2 separate regions of the Macaca mulatta genome follow, and region 2 is linked to region 1. The links are chromatin contacts, called in public Hi-C maps. All regions are on one chromosome and are shown on one strand. Each heading gives the region's core, a stretch centred on a gene start, on an enhancer-like site or on the middle of the called end of the contact. The rest is flanking DNA. Distances are from core to core; before and after follow the strand shown.

Region 1 (5,514 bases), core at 1,929-4,428:
GTGTTGTGTGTGACTCCCAGGAAGTCTCCTTAAATTGGAGGTGGCTTGTACATCTCTTTTCCCCCTCTCCTCAAATCCTGTTGCCTGGAACATGGATACAATGGCTGATGCTCTTGCAGTCATCGCAGACAAGGAGTTTGAAGGTCACAGCATAGACATGGCAGGGTGGTAAGCCAGAAAGATTCTTGACTTACCTCCAAATTTCTTCTACTGGAGAAAGAAATAACTTTCTATCTTGTTTACGCTAGTGTTATATTGGGATTTTCCATTATACACAGTGATTGGAAACTGACCTTTGAATTATTCTGGAAGGAGTCTATCAGCAGAGACAGCTTCTTCTGCAGTTCTTGCAAGTTCCTTGAGATACTCCGGAGCTCCTCTTTTGCCATTCTGAAGCTCACTTCAATCTCTTTGGGGATGAATTCTCCTACCGGTAAATTCTCCAGTGCAGCCCACGGTCCAGTCTCTCATGTCGTCCTGTCTCTTGCTGTTACCAGAGGAAACAAAAGCCGTTAGTGGTCTTCATCCAGCTGGTTCGACGAGAGCTTCTACCATCCTCATACCTTGATGGCAGGCATGTAGATGGAGGGTAACCTGGCAATATTCACAACAATTTCAGATTGCACACACTTCAATCCAGGAATTTATCGTCCAGGAACATGATGGAAATAATCCAACAGGTATCTCAAAATGTACTAAAAGGCCGTGCATTTCCTCCCCGTTTATAACATATAATGACCAGCAAAACATTGGAAAGGAGCTAACTGTAGTTCCATTAGGAGAAAATGGGTTAAAGAATTATAAATTCAGTCATTAAAATGATAGCGTGACTGTTTCGTGATGTGAAAAGATATTTATAATTAAAAAAAAGATAAAATGTTAACAGTATTATTTCTGACAGCTTATGTTTATTTTTTAGCTTGACAAAATGCTGAAAATACACAGAAAGCAAGAAAGCTGAATACACTATTTCAAATCTCATTTCCTTTTATTTTCCCTCAAAAGCTTTCCTTGTACAACAGCAGCCTTGGCCTATTTCTCTTCTTTATTACTGTGCAGGTTGGCTCCCAATTCCATCATTCCATACATCATCATCTATTTACTTTCGGGTAAGTCTATCCCCACTAAGGAGAGCTGCGCCTCGGGGGCAGACCTCACCACAATAATTATACTCTAACTAAACTGCTTGGAATTTTGAGGGGTGTCCCAATCTCACACAATTTTTACTTATTTTTAATAAAGATAATTGGTTAAATTAGATATATTTTTTAACCCTTGCTGAGTTTTCAAATATAAAAAACAATCATTCTTATTTTATATTTCCCAGAACTGGCTGGACACACAGATATGTTTTCCATTTTTCCTTTTAAACTGACCTCCTGACCTACAGTACAAATGCTTAAAAGATTCTGCCCGCGTGGCCAAAATTAACTGAGAGATCATCACAGTTATTTATCATATTGAACATCCCACATGCTAATTGCATTAGTTACAGGGGGTAATTTTATCTACTACTAAGCTGTATAGGGTCTCCTATGCAAATTAAAGTGCATTTTAATCATCCCAGCTAGACATTCTCTGCTACTTTCCTTGTGTAAAACAAGAAACCCTTTGGAGGTGGAAGTTGAGGAGGGGACTAATCCCACCACCCCACATTCTCTCTCTGAAGCTGCCTCTGGCATAGATCTTGAACTCGGGATGTTCCCAGCACTCAGTTCCCGTAATCTCATCTCTGCAGCAAGCTGAAACAAGCCCAGTTCTCCCTACAGGTCTCCTTTGGCCTGGGAGCCTCGAGTGCCACCCAGACCGGTTTGGGGAGTCCGATGGGAGAGTGCGTGGGGAGAATGCCATCGGCCACAGCCTTCAAATGCGTCTACCTGGCCACCAATTCCCAGACCCCCTGGTCACTCACTCCTCGGAGGGGCCTCCCCAGCCACACAGGTGTCTCCCGAGAAGGGAAAGCGTGGACCAAGGAGTGCCCCGCCTTCTTCACGCCTGGGGGACTGGGCCAGGCCAACACCAGCCAACCCTCTCCCCTTCCAAGGCTCCAAATAAATCTCCTGGCTCTCCCACCCCCGAATCTCCAGGAGCAAACGGCTACCTCGAAAGTTCCAGCTGGGAGGAGGGGTCACATCTCTGGTTGGGGGATGGGAGCTGCAGGGCGCCACGAGCTTACGCTGGCCGCCCCTCCCCATCTGGGCCCAGCCTTTCAGCCTTCAAAAGTCAGGGAGACCCAAGGAGAGGAGGAAAGGAGTGAAGTGCAGGTGGAGAGGGGTTCCGCGTCCCAGAAGGCACAGAGGCTGAATAATGGGAACTCAGAGGGGCGTCGAGTACTTTGTTATTACAAAGAGAAGCCCCCTTTGATACTTGCAGATCTCTCTGCAGTGACGGGGAAGGGGACCTCGGTGGAGAAGAGGGGCTGGATGGCGAGGAGGGCGCCCGTTTTCAATAATCCTTGGGCGGTTTGCCTCGACGTCTTCCCCAGGTTCCCCAGAAAGGGGCACAGTCTCGGTGTGTGGTGGTGCTAGCTACCATTTTACCTAATCTAGTAGTGTGTGTGTGTTGGGGGGTGGCGGGGTGAGTGTGCTTTGAGGGGTGGGGAGGAATCGTGTCTCCTCGTGCGCTCCCAGCCCCGTCCCGGTGACTCACAGGCAGGAGACGCCCCTTATACTAACCCCGGAGCAGAAAGCTACGGGGCGTGGGACCCCGATTGCGCGCTCACGCCGTCGCCTCCGAGCTCCTCCACTGTCCCCGCCCGGCGAGAGGGGTCTAGCCACCCGGGGCACCCGGACCACCACCCCCAAGCTCCGAGCTCTCACCTGCTCTTGGCGGCCGAGCAGCCCCCACCGCGTTTGCAGGCGGAGCGAAGAGAGGCAGGAGGAGGAGCAAGAGGAGGAAGGAAAGAGCGTCCCGGGAGTGAAGCCAGAGCCGCCTGCCTCCGCCCCTTGGCCCGGGCACCGCCCCTCGGCTCTGCTCCGCTGGGCTCGCCCCGCCCGTGGCCGGAAGGATCCGGCAAAAGCGCGCCAAGGTCTCGCGCCCAAGCCTGTGCCGGCGCGCTCGCTCCCACTGGCTTTCGGAGCCACTGGAGACACGCCCGGAGAGGTTGACAGATGAGGAAACTGAGGCTCAGAGAGTGTCCCTTCCCACACGACTGGCTTGGAGTGAGAAAGTTCAGACCACCTTCAAGACAGGCCGACTGGCAGCTGAGAACGAGTTTTCCAGGGGTCTCAGGGTTTCCCCTTCCGTATCCCTAAAACCAGCTGCTCTGGAACGTCTCTGGAGCTCAAGACACACGAGATGAAGTATCACCCTGACTGGAAGTTTTTAACCATGACTCCTCAAATGCAAATGTCATAAGCCAGTGAGATCCTTTCAGATGGATTAGATCTCCATTTTACACATGAGAAAGTCCAGGCTGAGAGAGGCAAGGTAAATCAACCCCAATTCCTCAGTTTGCAAGGATCCAAGTGGGAGCAGGAACCCGTGTTTCCCCTGACCCCAAATCTGCCCCATAGAGTAAGATTTCTGAATATTATGCTATTGACATTTGGGGTGGGATAATTCTGTGTTTCTGAGCTGTGGATTGTAGAATGTTTAGCAACATCCTGGCCTCTACCCATTAGATGCCAGTTACAAGGCCCCCGCGCCCCCCAACCTCCAGTTGTGTCTCAAAATATTGCCAAATGTCCCCTGGGGCATTACAAGACCACTGCCCCCCCAACCTCCAGTTGTATCTCAAAATATTGCCAAATGTCCCCTGGGAGGTCCCATCATCCCAAGTTGAGAACCACTGCCGTAGAGCATGATGGCAACTTACTGTGTCATGGCTTCAACCATAATTTAGGGAGAGGGATAAGCCCAACCCTTGGTCTGCTGTTGCACAGTTCTCAGCCACTTTCTAGACGGGGACTTGTGTTATCCGACCTGTGGCCATAGCAACCTGGAGAATATGTCTTTAGATAACAAAAAGCTTCAGGGCATGATGGCTTACGCCTGTAATCCCAGCACTTTGGGAGGCTGAGGTGGGTGGATCACTTGAGGCCAGGAGTTCCAGACCAGCCTGGCCAACATGGTGAAACCCCATCTCTACTAAAAATACAAAAACTACCCGGGCATGGTGGTGCGCACCTGTAATCCCACCTACTTGGGAGGCTGAGGCAGAAGAATCACTTGAACCCAGGAAGTAGAACTTGCAGTGACACTGCACTCCAGCCTGGGCAACAGAGTGAGACCCTGTCTCAAAAAAAAAAAAAAAAAAAAAAAAGAAGCAGTCACAGGGTTGTAGGAGGACTGGTGCAATAGTGGCTGTCGAGGACTTAGCACCTATTGAGGCACAGAGTAGGGGCTCAAAAATATTTGCTGGTATTATTACCTCTACCACCTAATGTTTCTGGAAATAATCAGGCTAATGGATAGAGAAATAGCTTGGGGTGATGATTGATGATGATGATGATGATGATAAACCACAGAATCCTGCTGTAATTCTTCCACAATAGCAGAAAAGAAGAGCTAATAGTGGGGATAGGACAGACAAGAGTCCCTAAATTCTTAAGTTTTGGCCAATCTTGTCTGGCGTCATGCACTTTGTTCAGCTGCAAAATGCTGGGTTCCACACCCAGGAAAATACAGTTTTTTGTGGGGTGTGTGTGTGTTTCCTTAGATTAAAAAGCCCTGCAATCATCATTCCCTGAATGGACGTTGCTTTGGAAAGCTGAGTTGGGGTTTCCATTGGGATTTTTGTTTAAGGGTGCCATCTAGGGGCGTCTCTGTGAATCTTCGAATTCCTCCCACCTCTGGCAGTTTTGGCTGGGCCAGCAGTTTTGCTTGTCTTTGTGTGATAGCAGCTTCCTCCACCACATCATGCGTTCCTCCAGGGCTGGGATCCCAGCATCTCTCCATAGCATCAGGACTTAGCGCTCAAGGAACACACAGTGGTTGGGGAAAAAAAATCCATGTGCAGCCTCTCCTATGCTGTCCCGATTACTTGCTGCAATGGACTGAATGTTTGTTCCTTTAAAATCCAGATGTTGAAATCCTAACCCATAGTGTGATGGGATTAGGCATGGGGCCTTTGGGAGGTGATTAGGTCATGAAGGTGAAGCCCTCCTAAATGGGATTAGGCGCTTATAAAAGAGATCCCAGTGGCTCACACTTATAATCCCAACACTTCGGGAGGCCGAGGTGGATGGATTGCTTGAGTCCAGGAGTTCGAGCCAGCCTGGGCAACATGGCAAAACCCCTTCTGTACTAAAAATACAAAAGTTAGCCAGGCATGGTGGCACACGCCTGTAGTCCCAGCTACGTGGGAGGCTGAGGCAGGAGGATTTCCTGAGCCCAGGCAGTGGAGGCTGCAGTGAGCTGAGATTGCACCACTGCACTCCAGCCTGGGCAACAAAGTGAGACCCTGGCTCATTAAAATAAAATTAAATAAATAACATAACATAAAATATAAAATAAACCCCAGAGAGCTCTCTTCCCCACTTTCCACTATGTGAGGATACAGTGAGAAGTTGG
Region 2 (5,514 bases), core at 2,021-4,520, 340 kb before region 1:
CCAAGTCATGCTCTGTGTGCCAGGCTGGAGTGCAAGGGCGCAATCTCGGGTCATTGCAATGTCCGCCACCCGGATTCAAGCAATTCTCCTGTCGTAGCTCCCAAGTAGCTGGGATTACAGGCACATGCTGCCACACCTGGCTAATTTTTTGTATTTTAGTAGAGACGGCATTTCACCATGTAGCTCAGGCAATCCACCCACCTCGGCCTTCCAAAGTGCTAGGATTCCAGGTGGGAGTCACCACACCCAGCCTGCCTCCACAACCTTTTATAGGTTTCAGCTTCTTGCTTCTTTTATCTGCCCAATGAATCTCACCCGTTCAGTCTATTTTCCAATTGAAATGGTTTCATCTCCTTAATAGTCTTAGTAACCTTTAAAAAGACAAAGCAGCTGGGCGCGGTGGCTCACACCTGTAATCCCAGCACTTTGGGAGGCCGAGGTGGGCGGGTCACCTGAGGTCGGGGGTTCGAGACTAGTCTGACCAACATGGAGCAACCCGGTCTCTACTAAAAACACAAAATTAGCAGGGCATGGTGACGCACACCTGTAATCCCAACTACTGGGGAGGCTGAGGCAGAAGAATCACTTAAACCCGGGAGGCGGAGGTTGCAGTGAGCCAAGATTGCACCATTGCAGTCCAGCCTGGGCAACAAGAGCAAAACTCGAAAGAAAAGAAAACAAAAGAAAAGAAAACAAAAGACAAAGTATATAGCAACTTCCTCCAAGTCCTCAATATTTTTCATTGTATCTTCACTCTCATGTACTGCATTAAGACCACACAACCAAACGTCTTACCTTTTTTGACTAAATAAAACATTTATGACATGTACGTCATCCTTAGATTAACAATGGCTTCATCCACGGCGGATTCTCAATATATAAAATGCAGTTACTGGTAGGGTAAAAGGGTCCCATTAAATATTAGATAATGGACCCAAAATGCACTCATTTTATTCAGTTTGTTTGGGCAAATGTTATACGATGCCATAAAAATCATTCTGATTATGACTAAAGTTCATGAGGTTATCCGAGGAGATGATGAGTGAATAAAACCTGGTGCTCCCAAGACCCAATGAACACGTCGCTGGAGTTTCCCAGACATCCCCGCACAGGCTGCAAGGACTCCACTCTGTGCTGTCCAGAAGGCTCTTTGTTGTACATCCAGCACTAGTGCTGTACTAGGTTGGCTGCTGGTTATCATTTGCTTTTAGTACTGCTTTTCAGTTATGAATTACAATTAGCTTTGCTTTATCATCATCAATTTAGTTCGCTGGGTATGGTATAGTTAACCTTCTTTGTAATTTTCACCTATGATTTTCCAAAAAGTAAACTTTAAGGTATACGGGCATAGCAATTCAAACATGAATAATCTATAGTTCCGCAACCAAGTGAGACTTTAGGTGTTTTCCAACCAAATGTGCCCAAATAGTGACACTTTGTTGGGGATATATATATATATATATATATATATATATTTTTTTTTTTTTTTTTTTTTTTTTTTTTTTGAGATGGAGTCTCGCTCTGTCGCCTAGAGCGCAAGTGGCACGATTTCTGCTCACCGCAACCTCTGCCTCCCGGGTTCAAGAGATTCTCCTGCCTCAGCCTCCCGAGTAGCTGGGATTAGATGCTCCCCCCACCACGCCCGGCTAATTTTTTTTTTTTTTTTGTATTTTTAGTATAGATGGGGTTTCAACAAGTTGGCCAGACTGGTATCGAACTCCTGATCTCAACTGATTCGCCTGCCTCCGCCTCCCAAAGGGCTAAGATTACAGGTGTGAGCCATCGCGCCAGACCGGTAAACGTGCTTCTTAATCGTCCCATTCAAATCAGCAAATTATCCTAGTAACTGTCATGCAATTACTAATTTATTTTGTTCTAATAACAAGATATATCAAGCTTATTCTCCTATATAAAATGCTAAAATTAGAAACATAAATAACTGCTTTCAAGTTTACTGCAATTTGTTTACTTCGGGCCTCTCCAACTGTTTTCTCTGAGCTTTTTCTATTGTAAAATAGAATGGAGAAGGACATTTTGGGGTCTTTTACCAATCTAACCATGCTTCCCTCAAAGGGTAATCACTGGTGTGTCTAGGTATACCAGGAAGGTTAATGCAGTTACAGCTTAAATTGATACAGTCCACAGCACATTCACGTAAACATAAAGCATAAGAACATTCCATGCCCAGGTCTGGTCTTTTGCATCTCCATCTTAGGAGGGTTTCTCAACACAGGTACTACTACTGGCACTTGGGGCTAGATAATTCTTTGTTGTAGGGGTAAGTTCAGCAGCGTCCCTGGCCTCTCGATGCCAATACCACCCTCTTGACAAGTTGTTGCAACTAAATACGTCTCCAGACATCGCCACCGGTTCCCTGGGGGCATACTGTCCCTCGCTATATATTTTTTTAAAAAGTGTTCCCCCTTACCCCGCTTAATAACCACTGCCCCATCGTGATATAACCCTAATGTGTGAGTTTTCCCCAAGTGACAGCTATGTTTAATTTAGGTTTGAAGGGGAAACTTAAGGAGCTTCTGAGAACAGAGACGTCTTGGAGGAACCGTCTAACATACGATCAAGAAAAGCAACGTTAGACTACTAAGACACCGTAGTAACTAACAATGAATGAAGTTCCAGGCACTGTGATAAGTGTTATATCTGCACGAGCTCCTTTCTTTTGCTTTTATTCGCTGGGGAAACTGATGCTCCGTGATAAACCAAGGAGCAGAGGCTGCAGCGGATAAAGTGAAGGTTGGGGGCTAAGGCTGTGCCGTCCTCCCCCTCCCTCTGGGTTTCGCGGTCTCGTTCTCCAGCACTTGAGTGCCGGAATGACCTTCATAAGTCTCTCCAGGGAGTCGCTTCAACTCCGCTCTCACGTCCTGCCCCTCTCTTCAGGTTTCCCGGTGTTAGGTCTCTTCTGCTCACAGAATGAGCTGGGCCTCCAAAGCCTGACCCAGTCTGCAGCCCACTTGGCCCGCAGGGTTCAGCTGAAGGGCAGACCGAATCCCAAGGCCCAGACCCCAGACCAGACACCTCCGCCTCGTATCACCTTGCCGACACACTGCTCCCCAGCCCTTCCCCAAACCCACCACTTGAGCTCACCGAGAAGGACCCGGCTCTGGTTAGTAGCTTCATGATTCAAGATTGTTCTGACACACGGTCCTACCAGATTAAGGAAAGCAAGATGGTGGCGCAGGCCGCGAGTTTCCCAGCGTTCCCCGCCACCTCTTTCCCACGTCCCCTTCGTGAGGGGTACTCTCTATACTGCCGCGCTCTACTGCTCCCTGCAGAAGGTTGGACCAGTCCAATTCCTCCAAGACTCAGAATAGGGAGACACACAATTTCCCAAGTAAATATGCAGAAGATAATGTACGTCACTGCTTATTGCGTTCTTCTCCTGGCCTGAATACCCAGTATGCACCCCTTTTCTAAGTACGTCTGCAGCGGCCCGTCACAACTCCCCCCGCTACCTTGGGCTCTTCCGCTCGGGATTGTCCAATGGGACGCGCCTCTCTTGGGACTGCGCAGGCGCCCCTCGGACTGACACCTGCACTGGGGGCCCTGGGTTTCCGCGTCCTTGGACATTGGGGACTTTAGGAGACTCCTGCCATTCCGCCTTTCTGCAGAGGTACTGGGCATCGAAGCCCAGCGTAGTTGCCTCTTGCTGGGTGAAGTCCTTACTGGATCTTTAGCTCCGTGAAACAGGGGCCTTGTTCAGCATATTCGCCGCTGTGTCCCCCAGAGCAGGCCCGGGACACACCGGGAGGGTCAGCAACCTGGGGGAATCATCACAAGGTCTCTGGTCTCGTGGATCTTACGTCCTAGGCTGGGGCTACATAGAATATAAAAACTTAACTGTAGTTTTTGTGTGAGAAAAATAGAAATGTTTTGGACAGTAGGTGTGTTATGTGAGCCGAAACCGGCTGTTGGAGAAAGGCAGTCACGTGACGATATGGGGGCGCGTTCACTCCGGTCCTCAGCGAGTGTTAACCCATAAAGTGCCTTGGGCCAGGCACTGTGCTAACGCGGGAGACGTGGTCCCTGCCCTTTAGGGACTTAAGAGTTTCGTACCTTGCTACGTTGCTTCGTTGGGAAACCGACAGTATCAGCATCAATATCATTTGGGAGTTGATTAGAAATGTATAAACTCCAGGTCCCATACTGGATCCGAATCGGTGTTTTTACAAGATCCTGAGATGATTTCGTATGCACAATAGTTTCAGAAAGGCTGGTGGTGTAGACGTTACAAGGCATAGGCAAATTTATGTCCTTTTTGCCTTGTGTCTGAATTGCTCCAGGCCTACAACGGACTCGGGCTGTCTAACGATTTAAGGTCCGGGCATTAAAAACCTGGCACCAACCCAATTTCTGTGCCTGTTGGGGACACCCTCAACCCAATTCATACCATACAGTTTCCCCACGTGTGGTAGACTTAACACTAGTGGTGCATGAGATGATTTTAAGTTGGTACATAGATGAACACTTCCATTTTTTTCCTTTTAAAAATTTGTATAAATTTAAGGGGCGCAAGTACAGTTATGTTATGTGGATATATTGCAGTAATGGTGAAGTCTGGGCTTTTAGTTTACCCATCACCCAAATAATGTACATGGTGCCCATTAAGTACTTTCTCATCGTCACCTCTCTCCCACCCCTCCACCTTTCGGAGTCTCCAGTGTCTGTCATTCCACACTCTATGTCCATGTGTACATCTTATTTAGCACTGTTCCATTTTAATAATATATTTATTTTGATTAAGACAAGCAATGCTACTAGTGAATTTCCTCTTTAAGTACATTAATAAAATAATAAAAGTTGGTGTAAAAACGTTAAGTAACTTGATGATACGGATATACAGCAAAAATCAAGAATGTATTATACAGGTACCATTGAGTGAAATTTGGGAAGCAGTGCTGTGATCAAGCCACCTGCGACAGCCACGTTTTTCAGGATAAAGTTCAAGTTCATTAACATGGCATACAAAGCTGTTTCCAGTACTTCAAAATCCCATTTCCCAAGTTAGCTGCGACCCTGAGTCCAGTCATTGTAACTTCATTCAACAGTTCAGGTAAGGTAGGAGGAACACACGAGTCTCCACGATCAAGTGCACACACACACACACACACCCCTGCTTATAATGTCCTTTCATTCTTAGGTTATGACCCAATATTGGAAAGGGGCAAAAATAAATTGTTCAAAATGTGGCAGGATTTGAAACATAATTCATGACACCAGCTACATAAATCATAAAATCCCATTTGTCCATTGCAAAAGGTCCTATTAAGCATTAAACTACAAATTAGGAGTGCCATCTTGTGGACACATCTACCACTTCCACATCATGTCACTTCCTAGCCAATTCCATGGCTGCTCTCACAGTGGAGGTCTCTGCCACAGCTCTAGCATTTTATTGCAGAAGAAAACCCAGTCCTTGAACTGGTTTCTGTGTAGAACACATTGAAAGCCCTGGAAGTGGAAACCAGCAGACAGGAAGAGTAGACATGGAAGAGCAGA

Evidence for each region. A called contact is a pair of places that touch in the nucleus more often than the background predicts.
Region 2: a Hi-C map of liver shows a contact between it and region 1, with 4 times the contacts expected there. The contact joins the promoter of UQCRC2 here to the promoter of DNAH3 in region 1. A contact is called at or near these places in 4 of 14 Hi-C or Micro-C datasets (cortical neurons, fetal cortex germinal zone, fetal cortical plate and 1 more).

The regions. Positions count from the first base shown.
Region 1 is chr20:21,065,722-21,071,235 of T2T-MMU8v2.0, reverse strand. It overlaps DNAH3 (dynein axonemal heavy chain 3), which reads left to right and starts at 3,178. Exons shown (of 65, transcript XM_077986427.1): 1 at 3,178-3,429. LDAF1 (lipid droplet assembly factor 1) reads right to left here and starts at 2,873. Exons shown (of 7, transcript XM_077986461.1): 1 at 2,820-2,873; 2 at 294-487. The coding sequence starts at 389.
Region 2 is chr20:21,409,668-21,415,181 of T2T-MMU8v2.0, reverse strand. It overlaps UQCRC2 (ubiquinol-cytochrome c reductase core protein 2), which reads right to left and starts at 3,270. Exons shown (of 14, transcript NM_001261133.1): 1 at 3,103-3,270. The coding sequence starts at 3,135.